2 separate regions of the Mus musculus genome follow, and region 1 is linked to region 2. A link is a contact called in public promoter capture Hi-C data. All regions are on one chromosome and are shown on one strand. The core of a region is the stretch at or near the end of the contact, and the rest is flanking DNA. Distances in the headings are between cores, read along the strand shown. Region 1 holds the start of Vps36 (vacuolar protein sorting 36). Region 2 holds the start of Ap3m2 (adaptor-related protein complex 3, mu 2 subunit).

Region 1 (4,753 bases), core at 1,533-4,032, 610 kb before region 2:
AACTGAATTTTGACACGCAAAATGCTAACTTGGTCTTTACCTCAAGTTACTTTGTACAAAATGAAACCCTGACAACCTCGAGATGAAATGTATACCTGATATAATAAAGGAAACTACAGAACAGAAGAAAAACAAGGAAAACGCTTTGACAGGCAAAGATTTGTTTTTAAAAAATTATTTTTGATTTGCATTTCCCTGATGACTAAGGATGTTGAACATTTCTTTAGGTGCGTCTCAGACATTAGAGATTCCTCAGTTGAGAATTCTTTGTTTAGCTTTGTAGCCTATTTTTAAATAGGGTTATTTAGTTCTCTGGAGTCTAACTTCTTGAGTTCTTTGTGTAGTTTGGTTATTAGCCTTCTATCAGATGTAGGGTTGGTAAAGATCTTTTTCCAATCTGTGGGTTACCATTTTGTCCTATTGTTATTGTCCTTTGCCTTTTCAAGTTTATAAGATCCCATTTGTCAATTTTTAGAGTCTAAGCCATTGGTGTCCAAGAAATTTTCCCCTGTGTAGGTGTATTTAAGGTTCTCCCCACTTTCTCTTCTATTAGATTCAGTGTATCTGGTTTTATGTGGAGGTCCTTGATCTACATGGACTTGAGCTTTGTACAGGGAGATGAGAATGGATCAGTTTGCATCCTTCTACATGTTGACTGCCACCTGAACCAGCACTATTTGTGGAAAATGCTGTCTTTTTTTCCATTGGATGGTTTTGGCTTCTATGTCAAAGATCAAGTGACCATAGGTGTGTGGGTTTATTTCTGAGTCTTCAATTCTATTCCATTTTCTATTCCATTGATCTACCCGCCTGTCACTCTACCAATACCATGAAGTTTTTATCACTATTACTCTGTAATGCAGCTTGAGGTCAGGGATGGTGATCCCCACAGAAGTTCTTTTATTGTTAAGAATTGTTTTTGATATCCTGAGTTTTTTTGTTATTCCAGATGAATTTGAGAGATTCCACCTCACACAAATCAGAATGGCTAAGATTGAAAACTCAAACCGGGCGTGGTGGCTCACGCCTTTAATCCCAGCACTCGGGAGGCAGAGACAGGCAGATTTCTGAGTTTGAGGCCAGCCTGGTCTACAAAGTGAGTTCCAGGACAGCCAGAGCTACACAGAGAAACCCTGTCTAAAAAAAAAAAAAAAAAAAAAAAAAAAAAAAAAAAAGAAAACTCAGGTGACAGCAGATGCTGGCAAGGATGTAGAGAAAGAGAAACTCATCCATTGCTGTTAGGATTGCAAGCTGATAAAACCACTTTGGAAATCAATCTGGTGGTTCCTGAGAAAATTGGAAATAGTTCTACCTGAAGACCCAGCTATACCACTCCTGGGCATATACCCAAAAGATGTTCCAACATATAACAAGGACACATGTTCCTTTATGTTCACAGCTGCCTTATTTATAACAGCCAGAAGCTGGAAAGAACCCAGATGTCCTTCAACAGAGGAATGGATACAGAAAATGTGGTATATTTACACAATGAAGTACTATTCAGCTATTAAAAATAATGACTTCATGAAATTCTTAGGCAAACAGAACTAGAAAATATCATCCTGAATGAGGTAACCCACAAAAGAACACACGTGGTATGCAGTCACTGATAACTGGATATTAGCCCAAAAGCTCAGAATACCCAAGATACAATTCACAGACCACATGAAGCTCAAGAAGAAGGAAGACCAAAGTGTGGATACTTCAATCCTTCTTAGAAGGGGGAACAAAATATCCATGGAAGGAGTTACAGAGACAAAGTGTGAAGCAGAGAGTGAAGGAAAGACCATCCAGAGACTGCCCCACCTGGGAATCCATCCCATATACAGTTACCAAACCCAGACACTATTGTGGATGCCAAGAAGTGCTTGCTGACAGAAGCCTGATATAACTGTCTCCTGAGAGGCTCTGCCAGAGCCTGACAAATACAGAGGGGGATGCTCTCAGCCAACCATTGTAAACCATATGTAGCAGATGATGGCCTTATCTGACATCAATAGGAGGGGAGGCCCCTGGTCCTGCGGAGGTTTGATGCTCCAGTGTAGGCAGGAGTAGGTGAGTGGGTGGAGGAGCACCCTCATAGAGGCAAAGGGGACGGAGGAGAAGGGGAGATGGGATGAGGGGTTGTGGACGTGTAACTGGGACGGGGGAATATAATTTCCAATGTAAATGAATAAAATGATTAATACAAAAAAGAAAATTATTTTTTATGTGTATGGGTATATTGCCTTCATGTATATCTGTCGCATTAAATGCATGTTTGGTGCTTTATTTCCATGTCACCTCCATCTATCTGGAGCTATTGGTCATTTTTTAAAGGTGGGTGGGTAGGTGGGTGAGGTGGTTCAGCTGGTAAGGGAGCCTGCTGCTAAGCCTCATAACCTAAGTTTGATCTCCCAAGATCCACACGGTCAAAGGAGCAGCTCTCATTAAACATCCTCTGACTCCCACAGGCTAGCCCTTGCATGTTCCCGACGCACACAAACCCTCATAAAATAAACAGAATGTAATAAAAATTAGACTAAAACAAAAACCGGAGAAGAGTGTATTACATAATATGCTGGTTACAGATATATTAAACACAACCTCTGCTGTCAACACTTATTTGGGAAGAAATAAAAAAAAAGTCCTTATTTACAGCTTTTAACAAGCATGTCAACAAGTTTGGCAGTGACAGGGGAGCAAATGTGCACGCGAGTGGCAGCCGCCAGGGGGCGCCGCCTGTCCGTGTCGGGGCGCCCCACCCCCGCCGGCCACCAGGGAGCGCCGCTCGCAGCCCGGGAGCACCGGCGAGCGGCAGAAGCCGGCCGGGTGGCGGCCATGGACCGCTTCGTGTGGACCAGCGGCCTCCTGGAGATCAACGAGACCCTGGTTATCCAGCAGCGCGGGGTGCGCGTCTACGACGGCGAGGAGAAGGTAGGGAGGAGGCCGCGCCGACCCGCGGCCCTCGTGCTGGGCAGGGCCTCACCCTCGGCCCTGGGGCTACCGGCCTCGGCCCGCCGCTCCAGCCGCACGGTGGACAGCGGAGCCGGGGCGCGGGCGAGCGGAGGTCTCGGCGGGTCGCAGCCCGGGACGGTACAGTTCCGCCTTGTGGCGAGCGAGCGCGCCACCGGAACGCCGTCCCCACCCTCCTGCTGGACCGGTGATGATTTGTTCTGGGCTGAGCCGGGGTCCCTCGCCCGGAAGGATTTCCGAAGGAGGCAGCAGGGTCCAGCCCCATGGGGTTTTCTGCTTGCTTTGTAATTACTTTAGGAAGTGGGCTTGAGGCTTCGTGTTCTGTTCTAGGAAGTCATGCAGTGAGCCCTTGCCTTGGAATGCAAGCTTAAATCTTAAGAGCCGGGCTCGCGAAGGATAAGAGAAAAACAACGAATTCATGTATTCTGTGCCTGGAAACCACATGCCATCTTGTCCTGAATTAAATGTACGACCTGAAATCAGGAGTGGCAAAAGAGCTCGCGTCCCCAAAAGCACTTTTAGTCTCCAGTTTTCACTTGAGGCATTCTGTCTTCCTCGCTGTGGTGGAAATGAAACCTCCCTCGCTCTGGAGTTTGATACACCTAGTCAGTGCTTACAGCTAACCCAGGTCCGCTCTGACTTAGGGTATTTTCCTATTGTTTTCGAGGCAAGCTCTTATCCGAGACTGCTTCAGTAAAGTTTGATTTACTTTTTAAGTAAACTTAGACTGTTCTGGGTTTGAGTAGCAAGTAAAAACCAGCCTAACTGGTCTGTCAGGTTGAGATAATAATCCACGGGAGACCCCAAAAGGGAACGATTGAGCAATCTCTTCACTACAGCAACAGCCTTTCACATTCCCCCTTGCTCCTTGACACAGCAGTGGTACAGACTCTGGCTTGAGCTTTAAATGTATAGCCTAAGCTTTGATTTCTAGAGGAAAAATGCAATGGTTCTTAGAACTGTGTGATCTACGGGCACATCGTGCACTTTCTCCTCTTTCTTTCTGTCTTTCTTTCTTTCTTTCTTTCTTCTCTCTCTCTCTCTCTCTCTCTCTCTCTCTCTCTCTCTCTTTCTTTCTATAGGGTTTCTCTGTATAGGCCCGACTGTCCTGGAACTCACTCTGTGGAACGGGCTGGCCTCGAACTCAGAAATCCGCCTGCCTCTGCCTCCCAAGTGCTGGGATTAAAAGAGTGCCCCACCACTGAGCGGCCATCGTGCACTTTCAAGTTAACATTTGTTTTGGAAATGTGAATTTTTACTAATTAACAAAAAAGAGATTCTTAAATTCGGTTGTTTGGTTTTGTGTAAGTCAGATTGGCTGAGACACTTAAAGTTAGGCCAAATTACATGCTAGAAGTACTTGAGCATGACGTCTTTTTATTTTTAAACATTTTCCTCGTTTTTAATTATGTGCCTAACATGTGGGTCTGTAAGAGCAGCTGTCAGCCTAGGCCAGAGGTATCAGACCCCCCTGGAGTTGGAGTTAAAGATTGTTGTGAGTTGCCATGTGCTCTGCTGGGTCCTCGACCAGGAAGCAAATGCTTGTGACTGCTGAGCCATCTCTCCAGCCGCCCTCCTCCCCATTTTGAGACAGGGTCCTTATATGTAGCCCTGGCTGTCCTGGAACTCACTATGCAGACCACGCTGGCCTCGAACTCACAGCGATGCACCTGTGAGTTCCCAGTGCTGTTGGAAGAAACTGGACTTGTAAAGTCTTTTCTCTGATTTGTCTAAGTGTTTTGGTAGAATATTGTGCTGTTTTGTTTGTTTTGATTTGTTTTTTGTTTTGTTTTGTCAA
Region 2 (4,338 bases), core at 1,592-4,091:
GAAAGGGTAGTTTAACTCCTAATGGTGTCTCGACCCACAGGTTGAGAACCACCACCTTAGAGCGACAAATCAAGATGTAAACTACAACAAACCTCACATTCTCCCAAGAACAGAAAACCATGACAGCAACTCACATCAGCATACATGCTTCGTGTACGCAACTCATTCAGAATGAAAGCTGAACCCAGAGAGCCCTGCCAGGAGCAGTCCAAAGAAGTGCCTCTTAGCTTCTCCTCTTTGTTCTTTTAGAAAACTTGACACTTGTCATCTTTGGGACACAAGTCAAAGCAATGAGGCTAACAATGGCTAGCATAAATTTAACAGTACTAAAAAAAACCTCACAAAGTGGTGGTGGCCCACATCTTTAATCCCAGCACTTCAGAGGTAGAGGCAAGAAGATCTCTGTGAAATTGAGGCCATCCTGGTCTACAGAGTGAGTTCCAGGATAGCCAGGGCTACACAGAGAAACCCTGTCTAGAAAAAAAAAAGGTCTGTGTGTGTGTTTGTGTGTCTGTCTGTCTATCTATCATGAATAAATGAACTCTAATTGTGAGCAAAGCTAAGAAAGAACATGCATTCATGTGTAACGGGTGGCTCTCTCACGCAAGAGACCTCAGAGCATCCAAATGGTTTTTTTGAATGCAGCCAACTAAGAAAATAGGAAGAAACTTAGACAGGATATGAGCTATGCTCAGTTTTGATTCTTAAAAAAATACTCTAAACCCAAGCTAAAAACAATGGAGACAGTACTATAAAAATATGTTTGCAAGATGGCATGGCAGCTTATGCCTATAATCCCAGCACCTAGAAGGCTGAGGCAGGAGGATGGCTGCAAATATGCTGGGCTACGCAGCTCAGGCTAGCCTGGGCTACACAATGCCAGCCCACCAAAGGTTTGGTTCTTTTATGGCTTATATACATTTCTATACACTCTCACATTTACAAACCTGAAATGTATCCACTACTCGGTGAAGGAATTCAATGACAAACAGAGGCGGGACCTCTGTCTGGATTACAGCCACAAAGAAGATCTTGTGCCGGTAAACACTCAGGAGGTAGTGGTGAGGGGTGGGGATGACCGGAGGCACATTTTCTGCCTCGGTAGCTCTCTCTTGGGCCTCGAAGAAGTAATCACACACAGAGCGGCTGACCACACTTTTCCAGTGTTTCTCCAGGAAAATATCTCCGGAAGAGTTAATCAAGAAAAGGCTGTGAATCATGGTGGAGAGGCTGGTGGGAGAGGAACGCTGGTTCAGTCTGCGAGCCTCTGGATTCAGCTAGTTTTCAACCCTACAAACAAAAGAGACTGGACTCATTTTCACTGAATTAAAACAACCTTATTTTCCAGAGGTTCGAGGATCAGGCCCAAGTCCTCTTCCCATTGGTGCATTCAACTTTTTGATACTGCCAACACGACACTGTCATCCACAAAAACACCCTCAGGAAGCATACAAGTCACAAAACGAGATGGGAAAGCAAATGTCCCCATGACTTAAGGAAGTTTACCGTTTTGTGTTGGGCAACGTTCCTAGCTGTCCTGGGCCACATGTGGCCTGCAGGCCACCGGCCAGACATACCTGCTACTATTACATGAGCCCTAAGGATTCTTCCCTTGAATTCCCAATAATAACTAGCAGCCAATTTGTTTGTCTGTTGTAGATTTTCAGTTCTCTGTTATTATTGCCCGAGTTAGATCCACTTAAAACACTAGTTTCAGGCTTGTGAGATGGCTCAGCAGGTGAGGCTTGCTAACGATCCAAACAATGGGATTCAATTTCATTGGGACTCATAACATGAGAGAAGAGAAGTGACAACCTGTTGTTCACATGGGTGCACATAAATATACTTAATTTTCTTTTAAATCCGACTTTGCCAGGCACTTGGGAGCTAAGACAGGAGGATCACAAGTTTGAGACTAGCCTGGGTTACATAACATGATCCTGTCTCAAAAAAACAAACAAAACAAAACAAAACAAAAAAAATCTAGATGAAATAAACAAAGATGTTAGGCACTATTTAAATGGGTAGTGGGCATTTGAAAAGAGGCCGATAGTACTGACATATACTGTAAGATTAGAGACTGGACAGCTTCGGTTGGGAAAAAAGACTCAATTTTAAATATCTTACCACTTATTTAATACTGGTAATATGTTTGGGTCAAATGAAATATATTAAAATTTAACTTATCGTTAGCTTACCACGATTCCTATTCGAAACAGCATATGTGATGTGCTTTCTACTTCTCCTGAGCAGAGCCAGCCCCTGGAATCTTTGCCACTGTGATCTTTACTCATTCACTAAGGACCTATTCTCTGAATTATTTGTGCACAAAGCATTCCGCTGGATGCTTAAAAAAAAAATCTCTGGAGACACCCTAGTTTGTCTACAGTGACATCTCCAGGATGAGGCAGCTTTGCTGCACCCAGGGGTGGCCTAGAAGCGAACTGACTTGAGCTAGCACAACTGGTCACATTGCTAAGACCTGTTTTCCTAGTGCCCCAGGAGAGAGTCCAGATCGTCGGCTGCCAAGACAGCCATCGAGAGGTTGCAGCCCAGCAGCCTGCAAGCCTAGGGTATTGGAGGCCCTATGGGCCTTGGGGCTCCAGCCTGAAAACTGTCCAGAAGCAGGGACCCTGGTCCCAGAACTGTGCACCTGCGTTGCCATGGCAACGGCATTTGTAGCCCGGGACTCTTCCCGTACCTCTCTCCCAGGCGACGCCCAACGCAGCCCTTCCCATCCGCGCGCGCCCAGCCCAACCCTACCAGCTTCGACCAGGTCTCAGGCTCCGTTCCGGCTCCGCAGCGCAGTCGCGCTGCGCAGTGCTCCTTGCACGAAGGCTCCGCCCCCTCCTCACCGCTCTCACGTTGATTGGCCAGCCGCTCCCCGGCTGCCGCTCCTGCGCTCTGATTGATCGCCGTTCGCTTGCTAGGCTCTAGCATCCGATTGGTCTTTATTGAAGGTCCGGTAACCTTCAATTGGTGTAGCTCTGAGACTCCAAGCCCCGATTGGAGGATGAAGACAGTCGGTCATCCAGTCACAAAGGGCCTCCGGGGAGCTAGAAAGTGACCGGAAAGGTAAAATGATTCCCGGGATGCTTCTAATTTAATGCATCACAGATAACCAATCATAACTAACCTCCATTACACAGGTGCACTTAAAAAGCGACTGCTTGCCGGGCCTGTGGCGCAGGTCTTTAATCCCAGCACTCAGGAGACAAGCAGAAGTATCTCAGTGAGTTCGAGGCCAACCTTGTTGTCTACACAGGGAGTTCCAAGCCAGCGGGAAAGAACCGGGAAGAATAGAGGAAAGGAGGGGAGGGGAGAAGACAAGAGAGGAAAGGAAGGGAGAAAAGTAGAGACGTAGTGGGGAGGGGGGAGCAAGGCAGAGAAAGAGTGACAGACAGACAGATAAGACTGACTTCTCCTTCCAGACTCTCAGTTCCCAGATCCGATAATGAAGGTGTTGGGGCAGGTCTTTGAAACCACCTTAAATTTAAAGAGATCACAGGTTACTGTGACTCGGGAAAGTGTGAAGCAGAGATCCGATGGAAATTTTATCTTCAGTTAGATTAAAATGAGGCATTCGGTAAGATGAAGTGTGAAGGGGGTTGCAAAAACTGCTGGGCACACTGTAAGATGAAATGACAAACTGCGGTGATGACGGTCGTGCCAATCTAGATGAGTCTCCGAAAGGTCTCTGGCAGTACCTAAAAACAAGAGGCCCTACCTCAAATCAGATGGAAGGTGAGGAGTGATATTCTGACTCCTACAAGTGTTTCCATGCACAAATGCAAACGCGTACCTCATACATGCAAAAACGGGTGTGTGTGTGTGTGTGTGTTTATTTTCCCTTTCGTTTTGTTACTTGAGACAGTTTCGCTGAACAATTCTGGCTGGCCGGGAAGTCTCCAGATCGGGACAGCTTTGAACTGTTTCCCTCTGCCTCCCGCCTCCGGAGTGCTGGGATTAAAGGCTTGTGCTGCCCACCTGGTCGCTACTCACCCGGGGCCGGGCGCGCGCGGGGGAGGGGTGTGAGAAGAAATTTTAAAAATAATTTCAAAGCTTAAAAAAAAAAAAAAGAACGATTTGTGACATTGCCTCATACGTCCCGTTTGAAATTACAGAAGAAATAGTCATCAAATGAGAAGATTTCCGGAGGAAGAAAAGAGATTGGTCCAAAAAAAAAGAAGTTTTCAAATAACATACTTAGTTTCTAAGTAGTTATTTAGATAAAGATTACTCTCAGAAGCAAACCAAACCTCTGCTTTGCAAACATTTGTCTACTGTGTGCCAGACCCAGCTGCTTCCTGTTCATCAAATGTGGGTTTTTTTGTAGCT

Evidence for each region. Promoter capture Hi-C pulls out the DNA fragments that hold promoters and counts their contacts.
Region 1: a promoter capture Hi-C map of pre-B cells shows a contact between it and region 2, with 4 times the contacts expected there. The contact joins the promoter of Vps36 here to the promoter of Ap3m2 in region 2. A contact is called at or near these places in 4 of 39 promoter capture datasets (liver, neutrophils, pre-B cells and 1 more), 4 of 484 Hi-C or Micro-C datasets (Th1 cells, embryonic stem cells and erythroblasts) and 5 of 115 datasets of contacts at active chromatin or transcription factors (astrocytes, double positive thymocytes, effector CD8 T cells and 2 more).

What each region holds. Positions count from the first base shown.
Region 1 is chr8:22,190,051-22,194,803 of GRCm38.p6, forward strand. It overlaps Vps36 (vacuolar protein sorting 36), which reads left to right and starts at 2,783. Exons shown (of 14, transcript NM_027338.2): 1 at 2,783-2,916. The coding sequence starts at 2,821.
Region 2 is chr8:22,802,813-22,807,150 of GRCm38.p6, forward strand. It overlaps Ap3m2 (adaptor-related protein complex 3, mu 2 subunit), which reads right to left and starts at 2,842. Exons shown (of 9, transcript NM_029505.3): 1 at 2,764-2,842; 2 at 948-1,290. The coding sequence starts at 1,220.